3 separate regions of the Pan troglodytes genome follow, and regions 1 and 3 are each linked to region 2. The links are chromatin contacts, called in public HiChIP or PLAC-seq maps. All regions are on one chromosome and are shown on one strand. Each heading gives the region's core, a stretch centred on a gene start, on an enhancer-like site or on the middle of the called end of the contact. The rest is flanking DNA. Distances are from core to core; before and after follow the strand shown.

Region 1 (4,801 bases), core at 1,282-3,781, 180 kb after region 2:
ACTGCCGACATCCTGACTGCAACTTCATGAGACCCTGGGCCAGAACCGCCAGCTAAGTCTTGACCCCACAGAAAGAATAAAATTATTGTCTACTGTTTTTTGTTTGTTTGTGTTTTGTGTGAGATGGTTCCTCGCTCTGTCACCCAGGCTGGAGTGCAGTGGCATGATCTCTGCTCACTGCAAGCTCCGCCTCCCGGGTTCACGCCATTCTCCTGCCTCAGCCTCCCGAATAGCTGGGACTACCGGCGCCCGCCACCACGCCCGGCTAATTTCTTGTATTTTTAGTAGAGACGGGGTTTCACCCGTGTTAGCCAGGATGGTCTCGATCTCCTGATCTCGTGATCCGCCCGCCTCGGCCTCCCAAAGTGCTGGGATTACGGGCGTGAGCCACGGCGCCTGGCCCCTACTGTCTACTGTTTTAAGCCTCTAAGTTTTGGTGTAATTTATTACACAATAGATACGTAGAAGAGAACTATTTCTATTTTTAAGGAAGGTATAATTGCAGTTCCAGAACCCCACATTTCTGGCATCTATTCTACTCCAACTTTTGGTGCAGATATATAACATCTGGCTCAGAGTCTGAGTATTAGAAAAAGAGAAATTTACTAAGTGTTCTTCCTGTATTACTTATTGTCTCTGAATAATACACCTAAGGGTACCCATTTTTCTTCTTAAACTTTTTATTTCCTTTTCCACTTCCTATTCCTCCCCCTACAAATAAAACGGACTCCCGAACCTCCTTTTACATATTCACTTTTGTTGATAAGGTTGCTTAAGAGTAGTGATCTCTTTTAAACTTGTCATGCTTAAAAATCCAGTGTGCTCAAGGTATTTAAAAAATATTCCATTTTACTAATACAAGGGATAATCACATAATAAATCCTCAGCCTATGAACTAAAGATACTGTTTGGGATAGCTTCTCTGACATAACTGACATATTATAAATTCCTCCCTATGACTCGCAGAAGCCACTTTCTGCAATGGCCAAACTTTGTCACACCCCATCCCCCTTATAGCAAATACCACTAACTTTGGGGCCTTCAGAGTATACATAGCAGTACTTTTCTCCTTCCTGAATTCCACAAACATATAATTAGCTGGTCACTTTAATTATACGCTATCATGTATTGTTTGCTAATAATCTCTTAGACATTATTTCTGTCAAAACAAATAAGAGCTGATACATTCTCTAAGTAAGTGTCATCTGTTTTAACTTTCCCTCTTCCCCACCAACCTTACACATTATATGCAAAAACCCAAGGTCAAAACACGGTCCAAATTCCAGAAACCGCCTTTATTATGCTTTACCAGTAAGTCTTCTTCACTGAACTGTAGTTGCTGTAAACTTAATATATTTCATTTCTTTAATGGAAAAATATCAAAAGCAGATGCCAAATCTGATGCAACTAACTGACAAAGAAAGGAAACACAAATCTTGCTTACTTTCACTGAAACTTTTTATAGCCATCAGATGTCTGCACTTAAAATGTTTAGTTCCTATGCCCATTACGAATAAAACAAAATTCTGTATTTCAACATGTTTCAAGCCTCAGAAGTTCCCAGACATCCTTTTCTGAGTCTGGTGTGATGCAACAATTTTTTAAATGTCATTTAAAAAAATGGGCCAGGCTGCAGGGAAAGGACCATGTCACACTCTCAGCATTCAAGCCTCAAAGGCTCCGGGGCACGAAAGGCTCTTACAACCGGTTAAGGACGGCAATGGGCTCCTTCGGCACGACTCCCGGAACCCTACCCTGGGCCAGAAAAAGGCCAGGGGCGCGGAGCGCAGGCGGAGGGCTGGGGTTCTAGGGATCTAGAAAAAGCGCGAAGCCGGAGGGCGGCGCCAGGGCTCCTCGCAGACCCCAGGGCCGCGGGACGGTGCCGGCTCGTGGGTCACACGCACCCAGGAGGCTCCTGGCTCCCGCGTGGCGGCTGTTCCAGCACGCCCTCCGACCCGCAACCGGACCCTCCAGACATCAGACTCAGTGGTCCCCACCTCCGGTCTCCCACCTCAGGACGCAGTTCCGCGGCGTCCACCCGGCCCCCTCCCCTCAGTCCCACGCAGCGGCTCAGCCGTACCCACTCCGGCTTCTCTGAGTTCAATCCAGCAGCAGCTCGAGCAGCGGCCCCGCCCCTCTCCTCCGCCCCTCGGTCGGAGCCATAGAGACGTCGGCTGCCGGCCAGAGTGGCTTCAGACCGCAGCGTCGGCCGAGAGGACGCCGGGATACTGGCCAGCTCCAAGTCGAAAGGAAGCGACGCTTGAGTTCTGTTTGGTGCGGTGGGTAGATACCTCGAGTTTCTCCTCGCCCACCGTAGGCCCCGACCCCTAAAAAGGAAACTTTTGGGACGTCAGAGTGAGAGGAGAAAAGTGCCTTTTTAGTTTAGTTTTGTCAAACCTGAGGATTCGTTTTTCAGTTTAGCCGGAGCTGTGCCGCAAACGTAGCTGCCGACATCCCCACGACGCACCCAAGTGGTGGCCCGGAAGCTGGGGATAGAAAAGTGGCCTCCCCGAATGCCAGGCATACAGGCCTTACTACCAGAAGCTTGAGCTGGGAGCCTCGGCCGTCGCATCTCTAAGGTGCAGCGATACGGCCAACTTCCTTCCGCGAAGCCCTCAGGGTGGGCAACGGAGCTTTTCACCAGACTGAGGGACCGGGCGACCTGGCCGACCGGCGGCTCCTCACCGCCCCCTTGGGGATTTCTTGATAATTCTTTGCCACGATGCGGGCGGATGTTGTGGAGCTACTGTTTGTAGATCGCAGTAGCGTGACAACACTTAATCATGACTACTGAATCCTCAGAAGTCGAAAAAGCAAGTCCATACAGAATAGTTTGACCCTAATTAAATTGCGCTTACAAGATACAGTTTGTTTACTGGGACTTTGGCTAGGTCCCATCCCGTCTCTGCCTCAGAGTGGTGGTTGCTCTTAGCACCAAGGAAATACCAGCTTGACATTTGACTCTAGGAAGCACAGGCCCAAAAGAAGAGGCCCAAGGAGGGACATTCTTCTTTCCCTTTCCTACCTACAGTTTCTCAAACCAAGTGTCAGATGGAAAGCAAGGGGTGGTATCATCGTAATTATACAGTTGACCATAGAAAATAAATTTCAATCTCAAAGTAAACTCCTAGGCCACCCCCAGAATCTTAGAGTTTCTCAATCATAGAACTCATTTCTTGTCACAGTCTTGGTTCTTAGCCAATGTAAAAGACCCAACTGACAGGGAAAATTAAACACCTTTTAACTCACACACACCTTAAATGAGAATTTAAAGTATCTCTCAGCAAATGTATTTATAATTTTGAGTGCTTTTAGCCATGTTAAGGACAAATTTTCTCCTTCTGAATGCAGTAATAATTTGGCATTACCCTTTTGGCAGTGTGGTACAAAGTCTTATAATCTAGGCTTTATGGAGCTATTGAGGAACAACATAGATGGCTTCATGCAAACCCAAACAATGTAATAGTAGTTCTTTTCTCTGTAGTCGGTCTACTGCCTGTAGATGTTTATTCCTTTTTTTTTTTTTTTTTTTTTTTTTTGAGACAGGGTCTCCCTCTGTCACCCAGGCTGGAGTGCAGTGGTGCAATCATAGCTCACTGCAGCCTTGACCTCCTGGGCTCAAGGGATTCTCCGGCCTCAGCCTCTGGAGTAGCTGGGACCACAGGCACATGCCATCGTGCAGGTAATTAAGTTTTTTGTAGAGATGGGCATCTCGCTATGTTGCCCAGGCTGGTGTTGAAGTCCTGGGCTCAAGTGTTCCCCCCTCCTTGGCTTCTCAAAGTGTTGGGATTACAGGCGTGAGCCACTGTGCCCAGCTTACTGATTCATTTATACAAACAGAGTGCTCTCAGTGTGCTACAGAATGACTATGGAGCTCAAGTTCTAGTGGAGGGTGTGAGCCACAAGGAAACAAGCTAGACAGATTGTAATAAGTACTATAAAGGAAGTAAATAGGGTGATGTAATAGACTTGGGAGATGCTAACTTTAGTCAGGTAGTAAGGAAGGCCCTTTTGAGGAAATGGTACTTGTTTGAGAATTGAAATGTGAAGGAATCCAGTGTCAGAGGAACTAAAAAAAAAAAAAAGGCATTGTGCCCCTTTAACTTACTGACATTATCATTCCTGATCTACACTCTTCTCCCCATTTTTCTCGTTTTCTCTGTTACTGCTTCCCGTTTATTTGAAGAGCCAGGTCTTTTATAGAAATCAGAAAATTAGAACATTTCTGGTTGTGTTTGGTGTAATCTTGACGTCATTATAGATATGTGGTTTTGTTCTTAATAGACAAGCTTATAATAAATAGCACTTTTGGTGAGCTCATTTCTGTTAAACACTTTGCAGCATAAATCTTTTCCTGTGTTCAAAAGAAAGTATCTGGTTCATGAGACAGTTTAGATACAGTCTTTGCCAAAGTGCCTGATTTTTAGTTTACAATGTTGCTTGTCTCCTTTTTTGTTTTTGAGATCTAGTTCTTGTCTCATAGCTCTACTGAAAAATACTTGGAGTAAAGGGACCAAATAGCAAGTGAACAAATGCACAATTCTGCATATTAAAAAAAAAGAGGCTGGGTGCAGTGGCTCACACCTGTAATTCCAGCATTTTGGGAAACGGAGGCAGGAGGATAGCTTGAAGCCAGGAGTTCAAGACCAGCCTGGGCAAGATAGGGAGATTCCTGTCTCTACAAAAAAAATTTTTTTAAATTAGCCAGGCGTGGTGGTACATGTCTGTGGTTCCAGCTACTCGGAAGGCTGAGGTGGGAAGATCCCTTGAGCCCACAAGTTCAAGGCTGCAGTGAGCTATG
Region 2 (4,716 bases), core at 1,866-4,365:
TCTGCTATCACTTTTTAATTTTTTTTAAAATTTATTACTGCTCCTTGCAGAGCAGGGCTACTCTATATGTAGTGTGTCCAGAGTAGCCTGCTATCACTTTTGAGATGAGCTGCAGCACCACAATGTCTAGTTTAAAGAAATTGGCTCTTTACTGCTACTGTTCAAGGCATATGGTAGGTTTCAATTGTTCCCAGATCCCAAGGTGAAAAATGTAAGAAGCCCATATGGAATCAGAAAACATTTGTTGGTCTTACAATCATTCCCATATGCACCCACAACTAAAAACCCTGCAAAGATGAAGACAACACTTCAAGCTTTCAAAGATTAGCCTCTCCGCTACTGGTGTAACTACACTCAGTTGACAGACATTAAGTGAACATCAACACACGCCATGCATTAGGATGAAGACATTAAGAATCTAGTTCTAGCCAGGCATGGTGGCTCACGCCTGTAATCTCAGCACTTTGGGAGGCCAAGGCGGATGGATCATTTGAGGTCAGGAGTTCAAGACCAGTCTGACCAACATGGTGACACCCCATCTCTTCTAAAAATACAAAAAAAATTAGCTGGGTGTGGTGGCACATGCCGGTAGTCCCAGCTACTCGGGAGGCTGAGGCAGGAGAATCACTTGAACCTGGGAGGCGTAAGTTGCAGTGAGCCGAGATCACGCTGCGGCACTCCAGCTTGGGCGACAGAGTGAGATTCTGTCTCAAAAAAAAAAAAAAAAAAAAAAAAAAATCTAGTCCTATCATTAGGACAGGTAATATGTATCCCACCTTTTAAATCTATACTACCTTCTTGAAAAACATAAAAATATCACACATCCTTCTATGATATTTGGTTCCACGGTAACCCAGCATAAAATTATAAGGCTATATTCCTTTCTAAATGAAACTAATTGGAGAGTCTGATACGTAGCAAAACCAACTTCTCCAGCTACATCTCATATCCAATTCCACTGGATTATGGAAGATCCAACCAGGTTTTAAATGATTCTAGAGGACACAGGAAACTGATGTTACAACAATATCGGGTTTTTGCATTTATTTCTTCTGAGAAAAGCTATCTAAAATCTAAGTCAAAATCTCAAAATCAATCCACAGTTAAAAGAAACAAGATGTAAAAGCAATCTGGAGGGATATTTAAGATGAAAAACAAAATTAAAACAAGGCCCAAATGACGTGGCCTACGGCTCCAAACATAAAATATCCTTTTACACTCCCTCCCCACAGCGTAAGTCAGACCTTCTGAGTGCTGGGGTTACTGATGATTATACCAGAATTGAGCTGAACTAAAGTAAAACCGAATAAAGGGCAAACTTACAAACTTAGGTGAGAAATATCTACAAAAGTAGACACAAAGAAAGCCTTTCTCTCTTCCCATAAGGTATGCTATCCCTGCCCCCTTCTTCACACAAAAATAATTGCAATTTTAAAATAAAGTTTAAGGAACACAAGCTGCTTAGGTGTCTCAAGTGCAAAGAACTACTGACACGGATAATGTTAATGACTTTCAACTGCCTCTCATCTAATAGTATCTGTGCAATAAAGTCCAAAACACATCTCAGAAGGAAAAATGTTAACTCTAGGAGCACTTCCATTTGTCTTAATTTTGTTGTTTATCTTGTCATTGTTTTTCATATTCATGCCTCAAAACAGAGCAAATGTTAGTTAGCAGCAGCCAGAACACATCATCCTACTGCAGCAGGTGGCAAGAGCATCCTCGGGAAGGTGGGGAGCTGCAGCAGAGGTGAGCAGTGAAAGCAGCTACTGATGCCTTAAGGCTAAGGCCACAGGGACAAGCATGACAAACAGGCACAACCTCACATTATTTGTTCCCCAAATCCCTCCTCCAGAGTGGATCAGAATAATCGTTTCTCTACCACTGGTCAAGGCCAGACGTGGGTTTTCAAAGACTCCATATACTTGCTTTGAAATATCCTTAGCTTAATCCAAAACCTATTTGTGGGAGGACTCTGTGAGTGCCTGCCCATTACACTGTATCACCTAAAGCTGGTCCCGAAGGTATTAGCAGGAGAGAGATGTGGGATTTCAGAACACCAAGGAAGCCTATTCTTTAAAACGTAGACAAAAAAAAAAAAAAAAATATGGAGGCAGGAAGGCGGGAGGCAGTGATCTATGAGATTTGAAGCAAGTACAGACTGAGCCCCAGTACTTAGCCAGGTCTAAATCACGGTTGTGAACGCTTTCTTGCACCTGAGCTGAGGAAGAAAAGTAATGCTACCCACTTCCCTTCTTTCCATCAACTCTATATGTGGCAGCAGGACACACCCCCTGCGAACCTACCAGCCTCCGTCTAAAGAGGATCTTACCCATCCTTTGGCGTCCACCCTTAACCAACGCTCTGGAAACGCCTTGGTAGCCCAACTGTCTTTTCTCCCCCTCCTGACACCCCCCACTCACCTCTAGGCGGTCACAGCTGCCTCTCTGGCACCTCCAACTCCTATGTCGTTAGAACACCTAGACCTCAACGCCCTCTCGCGTTCTCCCCTCCGCGACTCGCCTGTGTTCTCGGATCTTCTCAGATCCGCTACGGTCGGCCTCAGGTCCCTCACGAGGGAACCCCCGCCCGGCCCCGCTCACGGTGCCCCATCCTCCCGGGCAAAGTCCACGCCTACGTCCTGACCCAGAGCCCCAGCTCCTTCGGGCCTAGTCAAGGACACCGCCTCTGTCTGGCCCACACCCCGCTCGCGGCACCTCCGCAGCCCAGCTCTACTCCCCAGCGCGGGACACTCACCAAGCGTGACCGAGCGGCAGCAGAGGAAAGGGAGTGAGCCACGAAAGGACAGTCCGCGGCGCCTCCCCTTCGCCACCAGCTTTATAGCCGCCAACCCACCCGACTCCGGCACCGCCGAGAGTCGCTGGGAGGCGGGACGGTGGCTCCAGCAGCCAATCGCGGCCGGTAGAGTTGCCCGGCAGCGCCCGCCCCCCAGTCCGGCTTCTACCAATCAAAAGGAAACTAGAGGCCATGACTCGCTAGGATTTTCCCTCGTGGCTGGAAGGGCGGGGAGAAGGGGCGGGGACAAAGTCTCAGGGCCGAGGAAGTGGTGTGAGAGACTGACGTGCGGTGGCACGAGAGCCCAGTTGCCAATGACGGAGCTGCGAGATACGGCGAGAGCCAACGGGAGCGGAGTGAGAGGTTCTCCGACCAATTGGGACTAAGTGAGAGGAGATGCGGGCCAATGGGTACTCCGCGTCCCACCGCTGGAGAGATGGTCAAATGTGGGAGGCGAGGTGGTCCCAGCTTGGGAGTCTGTCAGGTTGCCTAGCAACCAGAACTAGGCTTCACCTGAAAGATTTCTGAAATACTGTACTTGATTTGAATTCAGTCTTAACGTTTTCTAGCAAAGTGTGCCTAGATTGCAAATTGGAGCAGAATACTTCACCCAGAACTTGTATATGTGTAAATATTCTAAATACCCGATTTGTAAATACTCAAATATTGTCTCCTTCATTCAAAACTACCTTGACTTAAAAAAAACAGAACAAACAAAAGTGCTCTTGAGACAAAGCTTTCTAATTAAACCTAAAACAAAATGGTTTCAGGATTAGGCATCCGTGGGGAGGGTGCAGAGCCTTGCCTTTGAAGGGAAGTTGATACTGAATTCAAGGATTTTTGCCAGGCCATGCACTCTGAGGAAAGGGACTCCATTTGGCCTGTTGCCCACTGTATCTTCTAAGCTTCATATGTGGTACCTGCCAAATAAAAGGCTGTGGAAAGGCCACGTAATTGTCGGCATAGTAAATCCATCGGATATGGACTGCCTAACTCCCCCAGCAAATAGGAGCAATTCAAGCTAGAGGAATTCACTGAAACACTATTTGGGGGAATCCAAAGGAGGACACTTGTGGCTTTGCAATAAACTCTGCCTCTATCTAGTCAGAGAGAGAAGCCATAATACTTAGCTTTGGTGGGGGACTATGAGTGAGGTTCGGAGTTGTTTGTATCTCTCCCCATCTCAATTTAATTAACAGGAATGCTATTGATAAGGGGTCATTGGTAATTCTGTGATTCACACAATTATTGTTATGGGAGTTTTTTTAACCACTATAGATGCTAACCTAGTAAGACACATTCTCAGCAGCAAAGTGGCAAAATATATTGGAAATGGAACCACTATGAAGTGGTGGCATAAATGACTTGGGGGAAGAGGACCACTCAGTAATGATTTCCATTCCACAGTATTGCCCATGACTCATTTCATATGTATGTAAAGTAACTAGATAGTAAACAGAGAGAGAGAGACATTGCCTGATTATGATCAACAGCAATTTGGGGTGAGGTAGGAGATTAAAATTCTTGGCATATTGGAATATGCTGAAAGGCAGTAAGGACAAACACAAGAAAGAAGATACAGTTTTGTCGTTAGGAATCGCAAATAATTCCAACTCCAGGAGTACACAATGGGAAATGATTAGCCAGACGGTCATGAGAATGACCATCTTACACAACCGGAAATTTCTACAAGGAACAGACCGTCTTTTTGATCATGTTAATCTTCAATTAAGCAAAGTGAGCATGATTATTGATTACTGGGAAGCCAAACAATGGAGAACAAAAAGAGTTAGTAATTAGATACAGAAGATCTTGTTATAAATAAAGTTTCCATGCCGCAAAAGAAATAGCAGTCGAATATAAAATTTTCTTTTTAATTCTCAGCAAGGCAAGGTACTTCTATAGAAGGATGCACCCTTA
Region 3 (5,073 bases), core at 2,492-4,991, 190 kb before region 2:
TAAAACTGCTGTCCCAATTTTCCTAGCTATTCCTTAACCTACCTGAATATAGACTTCTCACCTCCCCTCTCTTCCCCTCAGAACTCCATTAAATCTTTTCTTGCTAAGGTCTTCTGCCAAAGACATTCATGATGCTAAATATACCAGACCATTTCCAATCTTTTTTTAGCTTGACCACTTGGCAGCATTTGGCACTGCTAACCACACCTTTTTTTTTTTTTTTTTTTTTTCCTTGAGATGGCGTTCTGCTCTTGTTGTCCAGGCTGGAGTGCAATGGCGCCATCTCGGCTCACTGCAACCTCCGCCTCCTGGTTTCAAGCGATTCTCCTGCTTCAGCCTCCAGAGTAACTGGGATTACAGGCGCCTGCCACCACACCTGGCTAATTTTGTATTTTTAATAGAGACGGGGTTTCTCCATGTTGGTCAGGCTGGTCTCGAACTCCTGACCTCAGGTGATCCTCGGCCTCCCAAAGTGTTGGGATTATAGGCATGAGCCACTGCACCTGGCCCACACCCTCTCTTTTGAAACACTCTCCTTTCACGGCCTTATTGATGTCATACTCTTCCAGTTTTCCATCTTTCTTCAGCTGCAATACTCAGTCCTTTCAGCTTCTTCCTTTTCTACTCAATCCATAAACATTGATACTTTTTAGATAAAAAGTCCTACACTCTCTTCCATTCTGACCCTATAGACTAGGAGTCCCAAACTCAAATGCCTTCAGGGACTAAGCAAATAAGGAAAATGAATGATAGCTGAGTCTAAAACATTAGAAATTGGTGGGGATTATAGTGAACTGGACAGCTCAAATCCTATGTAGAAAAGGGTTCTCCATTTGGTTAAATTCAATTGCTGTAAAAGAAGAGCGGTCCTATATACTGGAATTTCCAAAAAGCCTATTTTTGTGTCCAATTTCTTCATCTTAAGAAATACCGTGGCCAGGCACGGTGGCTCATGCCTGTAATCCCAGCCCTTTGAGAGGCGGAGGCAGGCGATCACCTGAGGTCAGAAGTTCGAGACCAGGCTGGCCAACATGGCAAAACTCTATCTCTACTACAAATACAAAAAATTAGCCAGGCATGGTGGCGGGCTGTGTGAATAATAACAATTATGATAATATTTAATTTAATTTATGTGTTATTTTATATTTATTTATTTTTTTGAGGCAGAGTCTTGCTCTGTCACCCAGGCTGGAGTGCAGTGGCACGATCTCGGCTCACGCCATTCTTCTGCCTCAGCCTTCCCAGTAGCTGGAACCACAGGTGCCTGCCACCATGCCCGGCTAATTTTTTTGTATTTTTAGTGGAGACGGGGTTTCACCGTGTTAGCAAGGATGGTCTCAATCTCCTGACCTCGTGATCTGTCTGCCTCAGCCACCCAAAGTGCTGGGATTACAGGCGTGAGCCACTGCGCCCAGCTTATTTTTTTTTTTTTTTTGAGACAGAGTCTCGCTCTGTTGCTCAGGCTGGAGTGCAGTCGCACGGTCCCAGCTCACTGCAACCTCCGCCTCCCGAGTAGCTGGGATTACAGGCGCATGCCACCATGCCCGGCTAATTTTTGTATTTTTAGTAAAGACAGGGTTTCACCGTGTTGGTCAGGCTGGTCTCAAACTCCTGACCTCATGATCCACCCACCTCGGCCTCCCAAAGTGCTGGGATTACAGGCATGAGCCACCAGCTGATGATAATATTTTAAAACACCAATTCAATCTACAAGCAGCTAGCCTATCACTCCTGCAGACTCTCTTTAAACAATCCCATCTATTCTTAACACTTCAATATTCCTTTTATGCTGTAAACTTGCAAATCTCTATCTGTACGGTTAGTCTTTTTCCCTAAACTATATGTAGGCCCATATATCCAAGGGCCTCTAACATTATCTCCTTATAATAACACCTCTGGTTCCATCCTCTCTCCCCATCCAGCTCCGCCAGTTGTATTTCCTATTTTGGTAGATGGTGCCAACAATCTACTGGCTCAAGCCAGAAATCCAGGAGCCATCTTTGACTATTCCTTCTCCCTTGTCACCAATATATCCAGCAATATTTATCGAGTATCTATGGCATGCTTTACAGCCAATGTTGGTTCTATCTCTAGATTTTTTTTTTTTTTTTTGAGACAGGGTCTCACTCTGTTGCCTAGGCTGGAGTGAAGTGGCACCATCTTAGCTCACTGCAGCCTCAACCTCCCTGAGCTCAAGCGATCCTCCCACCCCAGTCTTCCAAGTAGCTGAAACAATAGGTGCACACCATCACTAATTTTTTTGTATTTTGTAGAGACGATGTTTCACCATGTCACCCAGGCTGGTCTTGAACACCTGGGTTCCAGCGATCCTCCCCGACTGGGCCTCCCAAAGTGATGGGATTACAGGCCTGAACCACTGCGCCCAGCCTATCTCTAGATTCTGACCAGCTCTCTAATTCCATTTCCCCCCATGGTTTCATCCACATTACTAACAGTCTCCCAGTTGATCTCTATTCCTAGCAGCTTGTCCCATTTAATCTGTTCTCCATATTGGGGCTAGAATTATCTCTTTAAAAAGTAAATCTTAGGATGTCACCATGCGGCAAGGCTTCCCCTTGCAAAAAGAAAATCTGACATCTTCAACACTTTTTATAAGGCACCCTTGTGCGTCTATCCAGCAACATTTTGTTTCAGTTTCCTGAATGCTATAATCTTGGTGCCTTTGCATGTGCTATACTGTTGGCTAAGAACACTTAGACTTCACATCACTTAAAAACATTTTTTGTTTTAATACAGATGGGGTCTCGCTATGTGCCCAGGCTGGCCTCAAACTCCTGGGCTGAACTCCTCCTCCCCAACTCGGCCTCCCAAAGTGCTGGGATTACAAGCGTGAGCCACCGCGCCCGCCCACATCTCTTCTTACAGGTCAACTGGCTTTCCTTGACACCCAGTTACTTGTTCAGGTGTTGCAAAACTCATCAGTAAGCACCGAGGCAATTACTGTTCAAAATATCTATGCAGTCTACTAGACTTAAGATTCAGAAAGGCAGAAACCACATATACCTTGTTCACAGCTGGACTTCTCAGTGTCTAGTACTAGGATTCTCAATACATATCTGTTGAAGTTATGATTACATTATTACCATATAGCTATTTGAGTTCCTCCGTAATCCCAATTCTCAAGTTCTTTGAGAGAAAAAAATAAGTAAATCTCAATTATAGAATTATCCTCAAAATGTATTTATATATAATATTTCTTTGGAGGAATTAAGGAAGCAGTCACATGCAGCTGACTGTGGGTCACTGGACTTTTTTTTTTTTTTTTTTTTTTGAGACGGAGTCTCGCTCTGTCGCCCAGGCTGGAATGCAGTGGCACTACCTCAGCTCACTACAACCTCCACCTCCCCGCTTCAAGCTATTCTCCTGCCTCAGCCTCCCGAATAGCTGGGATTACAGGCGCCCACCACCATTCCCCGCTAATTTTTGTATTTTTAGTAGAGACGGGGTTTCGCCATGTTGCCCAGGCTGGTTTCGAACTCCTGACCTCATGTGATCCACCCGCCCAGGCCTCTCAAAGTGTTGCGATTACAGGCACGAGCCACCGCGCCGGCCTGGACTCTTTAAAGGAGTGGGGAAGGCCTGCACTAACGGGATCCGGTGTAAATAATTCTGAGCAGCTCCCGGTCCTGAGCCCAGCAAGCACGTGCTGCGGCAGGGCGCGGGGAGGGCGCGCTTCGCGGAGGAAGATTCCGGGCGGCCCGAACGTGCTCGCGCCCGTCGCTGCCGCTGCCGGGGCCGCGGCCGCCCGAGTGCCCAACCGAACGCACGTGCGCCAGCGGGGCCCGAGCAGAAGGGGAGCCCCGGCTCTCACGAAGAAAATGGAGGGCGACCCACGGGTTAGGGGTCAGGAACGGCGTGGGGCGCATTATGCCCTGGGAGGGGAAAGCACGGAACAAGAGGCTCTGAGGGACGGAGAGGAAGGAGGGCGACCCACGAGCTAGGTAAGGCGGGCCAACCCAGGTCTCGGAAGGAAGGGGGCGGGGCAGGACGGGGCGGGAGGGGCCGCGCAGTAGCTGGGCTGTGAGGACGGTTGGCGAGTTCATTCCGGGCTCGGGTCGGGAAGTGTCCGCCCCTGGAGTCAAGCTGGGGAGGGTGAGAGGTTGAAGGGCAACGACTTAGGTTCCCAGCTTCTGGCCCTGCCAGGCCCTGCACTAGCCCAAGCCCACCGCTGCCCGGTTTCTTCTCAGAGAGCAAGCTCTCGCCCTTCGTGAGCGCCAAATCCCCGCGCTCGGCCCCGCCCATCCACTGAGGGGTGTGGGTAGGGGCGTGGCCCGTTCCCTTGCTGGTCGGCGCCCGGAAGGCGTCCGCGTCAGCCGGAGCTCGACGCGGTGACGGTGTGCGTCGACGTAAGTGACGCGCAAGCCTGGGCCGCTCCTCCTTCCCTCAGTGAGTGCCGGCCCGGTCGGGGCGGGGGAGAAGAGGGAGGGCGGGGGAGGGAGAGGCGACCCGAGAGTCGTTGTGGGTCGCGGGCCGGACCGGGTCCCGGGGCGGTGGGAGCCCCGGCCGGGCAGAAGGGCTTGGCGGGCCGTTAGAGGACCGCCACGGCTGTCGAGTCCCCTCCCTTGTTGGACTTGCGCGCCCTGGCGCTCGGAACCTCCGGCGCTGTGCCCACCCCGCTCTAGCTCGCGTCTCCCGACTCCAATTAGGTCAGGCTCGGAGTCCCGCGGCCGCGGCTCCGGTCTTAACGCGCCGGGGCCGCTCGGCTCGCCTTTCTTCCCTCGTCTTTCTCTCCTCTTGCTTCACCCTCCCCCCTTCTTTTCACGTTGCTGGGTTTTTTTGTTGTTGTTTTATGCTTTAGGGGTTTTGTTCCTCGGCTCGAGCTCATGGGTGTACATTATCATGCTCTTTTGTAGAGCAGCCCGACGGCCATGGAGGCTGAAGAGACGATGGAATGCCTTCAGGAGTTCCCTGAACATCATAAAATGATCCTCGACCGATTGAATGAACAGCGAGAGCAGGACCGGTTTACTGACATCACCCTAATTGTCGACGGTGGGTAGGGCAGTGGGCAGAGGAGCGAATTTTTGGCTTCAGTTTTTTTCTGTCCTTCGG

What was found. HiChIP or PLAC-seq counts read pairs in DNA pulled down with a chosen protein or histone mark.
Region 1: an H3K4me3 HiChIP or PLAC-seq map of stem cell-derived excitatory neurons shows a contact between it and region 2, with 3 times the contacts expected there. The contact joins the promoter of TMEM267 here to the promoter of HMGCS1 in region 2. A contact is called at or near these places in 1 of 7 Hi-C or Micro-C datasets (stem cell-derived neural progenitor cells) and 1 of 1 datasets of contacts at active chromatin or transcription factors (stem cell-derived excitatory neurons).
Region 3: a contact with region 2 is called in an H3K4me3 HiChIP or PLAC-seq map of stem cell-derived excitatory neurons, with 5 times the contacts expected there. The contact joins the promoter of ZNF131 here to the promoter of HMGCS1 in region 2. A contact is called at or near these places in 1 of 7 Hi-C or Micro-C datasets (stem cell-derived neural progenitor cells) and 1 of 1 datasets of contacts at active chromatin or transcription factors (stem cell-derived excitatory neurons).

The regions. Positions count from the first base shown.
Region 1 is chr4:69,301,906-69,306,706 of NHGRI_mPanTro3-v2.0_pri, reverse strand. TMEM267 (transmembrane protein 267) reads right to left here and starts at 2,531. Exons shown (of 3, transcript XM_009449205.5): 1 at 2,398-2,531. It overlaps LOC104006458, which reads left to right. Exons shown (of 5, transcript XM_063811807.1): 2 at 1,861-2,579. The coding sequence ends at 2,331.
Region 2 is chr4:69,481,949-69,486,664 of NHGRI_mPanTro3-v2.0_pri, reverse strand. HMGCS1 (3-hydroxy-3-methylglutaryl-CoA synthase 1) reads right to left here and starts at 3,115. Exons shown (of 10, transcript XM_016953343.3): 1 at 2,758-3,115.
Region 3 is chr4:69,674,690-69,679,762 of NHGRI_mPanTro3-v2.0_pri, reverse strand. ZNF131 (zinc finger protein 131) reads left to right here and starts at 3,741. Exons shown (of 7, transcript XM_009449220.5): 1 at 3,741-3,962; 2 at 4,875-5,013. The coding sequence starts at 4,890.